Linked DNA regions of Pan troglodytes: region 2 is linked to region 1. A link is a contact called in public Hi-C data. All regions are on one chromosome and are shown on one strand. The core of a region is the stretch at or near the end of the contact, and the rest is flanking DNA. Distances in the headings are between cores, read along the strand shown. Region 1 holds the start of CDYL (chromodomain Y like). Region 2 overlaps CDYL (chromodomain Y like).

What was found. A called contact is a pair of places that touch in the nucleus more often than the background predicts.
Region 2: a contact with region 1 is called in a Hi-C map of blood, with 5 times the contacts expected there. The contact joins the enhancer-like site here to the promoter of CDYL in region 1. A contact is called at or near these places in 2 of 7 Hi-C or Micro-C datasets (blood and stem cell-derived neural progenitor cells) and 1 of 1 datasets of contacts at active chromatin or transcription factors (stem cell-derived excitatory neurons).

The regions. Positions count from the first base shown.
Region 1 is chr5:10,729,120-10,733,375 of NHGRI_mPanTro3-v2.0_pri, reverse strand. CDYL (chromodomain Y like) reads right to left here and starts at 2,286. Exons shown (of 7, transcript NM_001369152.1): 1 at 1,985-2,286. The coding sequence starts at 2,008.
Region 2 is chr5:10,896,171-10,900,426 of NHGRI_mPanTro3-v2.0_pri, reverse strand. CDYL (chromodomain Y like) reads right to left here. Exons shown (of 7, transcript NM_001369152.1): 5 at 1,010-1,220. Among named protein-coding and RNA genes, the nearest start is that of RPP40, 61 kb to the left of the region's middle. Within about 2 kb of position 2,411, at least 8 of the 24 cell types and tissues checked have an H3K27ac peak or open chromatin away from gene starts, as enhancers often do.

The DNA.
Region 1 (4,256 bases), core at 1,037-3,536:
TACAAGTAAAAGAAAAGTTACAAATTTTGCCTTGAAAGATACTGACCACTACATATTTACTACACATACTTAAATTTATCACCTGAACTATACTTCTATAATACCTTTTTTTCCAAAACTAAAATAAAACTCAGAATCAAAAGTTCAATTGTGCAGGTGTATCATTTATTTGCAATATACTTACTTCCTCCCCAACAGACACTCCTTGAAAGCATGAACCATTCTCACACCTCAATATTTCCCCATGAAACCTCCATATGGCAAGCATTCAATAAACGTTAAATGAACACAAACTTAGTACAAAATGTTACTCATTAATAACTTCTGTTAGGAATAGAAACCTGAAGATATAGAATAAGCACAGAAGGAACTAAACTTAGTTCATAATATACTAATGGGAAATGTGCTGTCTTCAGAATCATTCTTACACACATAGGATACAACTTACGTATAAGGTGCTACTCTCATCCACTGATGGAACTGATTATGTAATCATACTCATAAAAGCAAATGCCAAGAGTGAACACCCATGACTAAACAACCAAAGAATGATCTAATGTAGAAACTAAAATCCCCCATACCCTCATGCTATGTACTTCCCCCTGTACAGACTTCACCTGGAAGACCTCAACCTCAAACATCCTAGCCTCCATTTCTGTGTCTTCCAGACACACAACACTTTCCTTCCTAGAAGGAAAGCTCCTGAGAACAGGGAGATTTTTCTTCTTTTACATCCCCAAATGACCTAAAATAGTATCCTGAATACAGCGGGGCACAGCTAATGTGTAAAACGGTTGAAAAGAATGGAACATTTTCAGTACCAGCTAAGGTATACTGACCACATACAATGTAAGGAGAAGCAACAACCTTACCCTTAATTCTACAGATGGCAGCTTCCTCCTGAGAACTTCTGCAAACACTTGCTCTTAAAAAGCAACAAAAAAGTTGCTAGAAGACTAACATCGCAGACAACAAAGCTCTATTCTATGCCAACAGCAATAATACGCCCATAAGAGAAGACAACTGAAAGGATCCCTGCGGCCACAGGGCTCTACTTGTTACAGATGCTTCCTTAAGTCCCTCAACACCCAGGTCCCTAAACGCATCATAAAGGTGAGTCTAGAGAGTCTTCGCAAGTTTTAAGTCTCTTAGGAACTTATTTATAAATACATGTGAAACAAGAGAATCATTTATCCAGAAGAACAGAAAGCCTTCCAAACTTCTGTACTCCCAGGAAGTCTACTTTGAAATACGTCAAAAGAAGTTACATGGAGACATACAAAACATGTCTAAAGATCCAAATTGGTAACTCTCAAACTTGAAGCTGGTTTAAACCCATCGACCATAACTTACAGTTCTGGCTATGCCCTTCTCATTTGCAACGCTGCGGCGCAAATGAATGACGGTGTATCAGCGTTAAATTTAAATTTCCTGGCTCTGGCCACAATGCTAACCTAATTAAAGCATGTGGTCAACGTTTAGCATTTTCGGTGCGAGATTTTGCATCGCTTTGGCGAACAGCAAAGTCGAAAGCGTTTGCACCGGTCTTCTCCCCGCCACCCCCCGACCAGGGGCAAAACCCTCTCCCAAATGCTTTATCAAATGGTCAAGAAAACCCCCCCACCCCACCCCCCGTACCGCCCACGGTCCCCGCCGAGCGGCAACGGAGGCTCCACTTCCATGACCCACGCCAAGAGCACTTTGAGCTCAGTCCGAGCAAGTCACTTGTGTCAGCACCACTTCCCCACGGCTGGGACCCCCACCCCCCCACCCCACGCCCGGCAACTTCAAGACCCCCCGGCCGGGCCCCTCGGAACGGAGGCTCGGGCTCCCCTCACACACATTTCCCGTCCAGCAAACTGCGGCCGCGGCGGGGGAGGGGACGCGGCGGGCGCGGGCGGCGAGCGGGGCCGTCGGGCGGCGCGGCCGGGCCGGGAGGGGCGGCGGGCGGGGGGCGGCCCGAGGCCGGGGGGAGGGGAGGTACCTCGTACAGCTCCTCGGAAGCCATGGTGGGCGGCGGAGTTGCGGGCGGGAGGGGCAGGGTCGGGGCGGGCGCCGGCGCCGGGCGGCCGACACTTTGTTTCAGTTGGGTCCTGCGTGGCCTGCGCTTCCTGCTCCCGCGGCCGGCCGGGCGCTGGGCACGGACGAGCCTCTTGCACTCCGCGGCCAGTGCGGGCCGGCGGCGCGGCGGGGTTGTGCGCAGGAGCAGCTGCGCAACGCGCCCTGGGCGCCCCGCGCTCACTCCCCGGCGGGCCGGCTCGCGCTCGGGCTCATCGCGCCCCGCCGCGGGGCCGGGCGGGCTGGGGCGGGCGCGGCGGCGTGCGGGCGGCGCGGCCGGATCGCGGCTCCCCTCTCCGGTGTAGTGCAGAAAGCTTCCTACTTGCGACCAAAAAACCTGCCCCGGCTACTGAGCATGCCCAGTGCGGCCGCCCGGCCCTGCGGAGCCGCGCTCCCGCGCTCCGGGTTTTCGGGCCGCCCGCGCGGGAGGGGCGGGGCGGCGGCGGGGCGGGGCAGCCGAGGGGAGCAGTGGGCTCCGCTCGGGGCCGAGGCGGGCGGCCGGCGGGGCCGGGAGCGAGCCGGCAGGAAGGGGAGGAGCGGGGCAGCGGGGGCGGGGCCGCGAGCGCGGGGGCGGGGTGGTGGGCGGGGCTCCGACTTCCCCAGTCCCGCTTTCGGGGTCGGCCTGGCTCGCGGCACCGCCCCCCAGCCCGCCTCGACGTGGGCGCTTGCGGCCCGGCCCAGGGCAGGCGGGACCTGGACCTCGAGGTTCGAGGCGCAGCGCGGTTGTGCACACCAGGGCGGGCAGCGACGGACCCGAGATGGGGCAGGGAACCATGCGAGCGAGCCGGCCCGCGTCTGGAGCCCACCGCCCCGACGGCAGCGGCCGCGCCGTCTACCGCGCGCCTCCCTCCAGGAGGAGCCCAAGAGGCGGCCTCCGTGCGCCCGCCCGTCCGGGGCCGGGCCAGCCGGCGAAGGGCCGGCGGCGTGGCCAGGTGGAGCACCCACCCCATGCCCGCCCCACCGGCCGCCGCCAAGACCCGGAGCCCGGGCCGCGCGCCCCGCGGGGTGGCCCGGGGAGCTCCGGCTGGCACGCTGGCTCCGCGGCAGGCCGGGGGTGGGATCCGGGGGGCGGGAGCCGGGCGCGGCGGAGGGCGGCGCGAGGGCGCGGCTGCCTCCGCTCTGCCCGCAGCTCCCCCCACGCCAGGCCTCTGGGTTCCTCTTGGAGCGTCCGCCTCCTCCGAAGCGCAGCTGGGAGGGGACCGAGTCTGGATTCCAGGGAGGTCCGGGTTCTAATCGAACGAGGCTGTCAATGATGGTTCCTTTCGCGGAACGGTGTGGACTACACGACAGGCCCTCGCTCAGAACAGCGAGGGCTGGCCCGCGCTCCACTTCCCAGGGAAGATCTACTGCCAGGGCACACCTGCCGGGCCCTGGACGTGCCCCATCGGTGGCGAAAGAAGGGGCTTCCTGACCCAACTCCCCCAGACAGCCGCCAACTCCGATCACTCTGGCCGAGTATGCGGAACTTCCCCACGGGGCACTGCAGAGGCATTAGTTCACCTTCTCCCCCAGGCCCTGCATCGGGAAGCCCTCGCCAGTTCCTCCATGTCTCCCCGGGCATCCTTCGGGCCGCCTCACTCCTCCGTGCTCCATCTCGCTCCAGTTCCTAACCTACCTTGGAGCCACAAGGCTCCTCCCACCAGTTTTCTTCCTAAAACCCTATTCGTTTGTGCCCCCCAACAGCGTTTCAACAACCACGGGGCGTTTCACAGACCCCGCGGTTTCCTGTCCTCCCCACGCCCAGGAACAAGCACCACGCCAACCCTTAAGTCACTGCGAGTCGAATCGCCGTTCCCCTTAAGCGGTGCTTCTACCTGCGGTCCCCACCGTTTGAAACAAACTCCCAGCTCAGGGATCACCTTAAAAGGATAGCCTTCCTGACTTCCAGGGCCAAATCGGTAACTCCCTCTTCAAGCGCTGCCTAAGCACTCACGCGTGCTCACTGCAACACTCGTCTCTGTATTTTAAGGTTTGTCTACTCTTCACCCCACCCCAACTCCAAACGATGACCTTCAATCAGACTTCATCTTCAAATTTGACGCTGGCCCCTAGCACCATTCTCTATACAGGAAATAAGGTGTTGTTCAATGAATGGAATTTCAGTGTCCACGAGAAAGCCCAATACCTACACATCCAATTCCCATTATCAAATGCTTGCACAAGAATCGCAAATTAAAGCCACCACTTCATCAACTGGT
Region 2 (4,256 bases), core at 1,162-3,661, 170 kb before region 1:
CTCATCACACTTTTACCCACTGATTATAACATCCAGGTTAAACATTTCAGATTCCGGCCTGCAAGTTATTGCTGCCTAATCTTCTTCCTCTAAGTTTCTCCCAGAAAGAAAGCCCCTTGGAACCTGAAGGAGCTGGCCCCTAAAAGGTGCGTGAATGATCTGAATGGCCCTGGGGTGAACTGTGGTGGACATGGAACTGTGCTGCCATGATCGCTCCTGGGGAGGCCTGGCTGCCTGGCTGCGGGTGCTGCTGTTAGCAGACGGCCACAGGGCACCTTTAGGGATGCCCTCAGCCATAGGGAGCCACCTCGTCCAGGGCGCAACGCTTCCCGCGCATCCCACCCCTAAGGATGATGGGCATAGTATCACTTTGACCTCTTCCTCTGTCCGGTCCTGCTTCCTTCCCATCCCTTCCACAGGTACTGACTACCTGCTAATTCTCCATGTGCCAAACTCATCTCAGTGTCTGCTTCTGGAGAACCTGAGCTGTGACACCACCTCCTGCCCTATTTCAAGGACTAGAGAATGAGATGTGAATAACTGCTTGATAAATCACAAGCTACAATACAAACACAAACTACTATAATGAACGGATTAAGCAGTTAAAGAAATAAAAACACACAATTACATGGAAGACAACCCTCTAATCCTATGTAACTCTGCTCCCTCTTAAAATTGCCTTCTCTTAAAAGTGCAGCTTTTAAGTTATTAGGTGAAGAACTTTTCGATTGCAAATTGTTGGTTGGGTTACTGATTGGGTATTTACTAACAGTAGATATCCGTGTGAATTATGCAAAGTGGTAGGCTCCTCAGTGAATGAAGTCCTTCTCTAGGGAATGATGCAAAAAAGGTCAACAACGTCTATGAACCCAAATCTGAATTACAAGATGGAAAGTCCCCACAGAATGACACACTGTACAGCTTTAGAAAAACAATAACCAAACTAGATTTCTTCAGGAAGCTTTCTAAAATGACTTTTTTTTTTTTTTTTTTTTTTAAAGGTACTCACAGATGCTCCTCCCATTATCTTGGGAAACATAACGGTAGAACAGCCATCTGGACTCTGTCCGAAGGTGGTATAGGGTGTTTGAAACCAAGCCTTTTCATTAGCCCAAACCACATCGCAAAGAGGCAATATAGATGCTCCTAGACCAATGGCTGGGCCATTGACTGCTACAATAATGGGCTTCTTAAATTGAATGAAAGTATTCACGAAGTTTCTAAAATGAAAAATAAATGGGGAATTACTCAAAACATTGCATATTTGAGCAAAGGAAAAGTCTATTATGGAATTCAATTTACCAAGATGTAAATGCTACGGAAATCCTGAAGACTTGAGATTTGTTTAAGGCCTTCCCCAGCAGTTGTGGACCCTAGACTTATTTACTACGTGTTGTAAAGGTTTGGTGACAGCCTGGAGCCCACGCATGTGGTGGCTGTCGCTACAGGCCCTACGTGAAGGCCACAGGGTAACATGCAGCCATGAGCTGCACTGGAATTTGCAGGTGGCTCTCGGGCTCTATAAACAACACATCTTGCTCCCCAAACTGTCTTTCCTCGAAGACACAGGAGCCCAATACATATTCTGGGCTTCATAAGACAAATCAAGAAGCTGTCACAGAGGAAATCTGGCCCAGGGCATACTAAGACTGCCTGGTGTTAAGTGTACGGTGGTGGATTAGGGGTCACAAAAACCCTGGGATCTGGGTCTGGCCTTGGTTCATGATTTCAGACAGCTCGCTGATTATTTGGCAATAATTGCTATTTCCTGAGTTTATGTGGAAGTGGACTGAACAGTCTGGGGGATACAGAGACAAGAGTGTCACAGGCTGGCTCAAGACATGCAACCCGCAAACAAGAAGAGCAAACAGCACAGGGCTCAGGCCTGTACCCACATCCTGCTCCACTGCGGGCTGGAGGGTACGGCTGCAGCAGGAGTTCGGAGGACAGTGGGGTCAGGCGTGGGGCAGCCTCTGCACAGGATAGAGGTTTAATAAATCAAGCCCATGCTATTTTGGGATTTGCTTTAGATCAGGCTGGAAAAGTAGGCTGCTTTTCAGTGTAGGGTAGCTTGGTGTCATACCACTTTAGGAACGTGCATTTTCTTCCCCCAAATACTAGAAGCTGATCTTATGCTCAGAGGTTGTTTCTTGTTATGATTTCACACAGTGGAGAAAAGAAGAAACACAAGATAGTCCCTTCAGTGTAGGCTGAGTTCTAGATCAGAAGTGCAGAGTAAGGACAGCTTTTCACTTGCTGGATTCTAAACCTGACCCCCATCTTTAATACTGAAAATAACAATCTAGATGCTCTCTACAATTCAGCAATTTAAAACCACAGCAATCTGTTCAGATCTTCTCTGAAAATCATGACTCAGCATCTGAGATAGCTCCCCACTCAACTCCCCGAGACACTGACGGATGACTCATATTTTTTGGCAGGGGCAGGTCAGGGAGGTGAGGAGGGTTGTGTCTGTGTGTGTATGAACAGGAGAGTGAGGAATTGCAGAGTTTAGCGGCTGGACCTCAGCCTAGCCCCCAAGGTTTGTGGGATCTTTGCATTGAGCAAGAATTAACTCATTCAAATGAATGAGTTGCACTAAGTCTTTCTAAATGAGAGAGCCTGAGGCATTGTTAGAAAGATCACACTGGGGTTTAATGATCAGAGTGGCAGACAACCTTTTAAGCAGACTCTTGAAATAAGCCTAGAAGAACTACATGAAGCTATTTCAGTTGTGTCATCTTTTGAGGATATGGGGTCAATGACACAAGATGGAAATACATTTCCTAGGCCCAGTAACTGATGACTCATGAAAAGGTAAAACTGCTGAACTGTCTCTCAATGATAAGGAACAGCTGTTTCCAAAATCTGAGTAGCTCCAATTTCATCTGCCTTATGGAACAGAAGGCAAACTGTTATAGCCGTTGCCCTGGCTGACATCTGGAAACCACAGATGGGGCAATAAATTAACATAAAAGGGATGATCAAAATCAAGGTAATAAGAAGGTAATTCTACAGAGAAACAGTAAAAGGAATTATTTCATATATCCTTGCCCCCATGCCCATATATTTGTATTAAAAAATCTGCTTCTAAAATATTAATAGATATTGATAAGCCGAAACTTAGATTTTGATAGGCTGAAGGCGTTTTTTGGAACTGAAATTTTATTTTTACTTCTGCCTGGAATGGTGACTTCACCTGAAGCTGGTGGCTCTTTCTGGACGGGGTATGAATGAACCAGCATGCTCTGAAGCAAAGAGCCCCTTCCCTTTTCAGGGAATGGGAACTGGCCATTCTGAATAGTGAGCCCTGAGATGCCAGAAATGGATGTGGTGCACACAGAGACTCGTTTTGTTTTAGAAAAGAAAACCTTTACAGAAATGCTTTCTCTGCCTAGTAGAAACTTCCCAGGACCATAAAGGCTTAACCAAGGGAGCTGCAAATCAAGGCACAAGGAACCAGAGGCGAGGCAGGGGCTGCCTTCAAGCCTGGGATGGTCCTCTCCCAAGTAGCCCCTGCTTCTGTGGGCTTCAGCCAAGTGTGTTTTAAACTTGAAATCAAAATGTATGAACACTCAAATGTGTGCCATGCAACACACTGAAGTTAAATTTGTTCCTTTGGAATTGAATTCAAGGCTGTTGTTGGGTATGGCAGGGAAGGAGGCTGATATTTGCCACATAATTAGTCTAAAAAGACTTTATAATTAAACAAAACTCTTCCTTTAAAGGACATTTACTAATCTGGAGATATCAAACAGTTGGAAAATCACATAAGATGTAGGGACTGTCAAAGGAACGTTTGGGGAGAAGGAGGCAGCAGGGACCTGAAGTTGGGCAGCCAGTGTGCTGCTTTCCATGGCTGAGGTCTCTCTCATTTGAATGGCACCTTCGTTTGAAGGACTAATGGGGTACAGGTCAGGGTCATGGGGCATGTTTACTGGCTCACTTTGTTCTCTCCCAAATCCTCTTGCCCCTGGGGCACTGCTTGGGCAGGGCCCCCGGTCTCCCTCTGTGGGAGGAAGAAGAAACCTCACTTTTGGGGAGAGAAGTCTCCTGGTCCTTATAACCCAGTGGCAGCTACTGGTTCTGGCAGACTTCAAAAGCCTAATGCTGTTCATGAACTTGAAATAATTTTGTTCTAACCACAAAGGTGCAGAATATTTTTGTTGCAATTACCCTGCAAACTGCAAACCACCAATCCTCGTCACGAAGTCAGCTGCTCTAGATACCTGGTGACCTAATATGAAACCCCATCT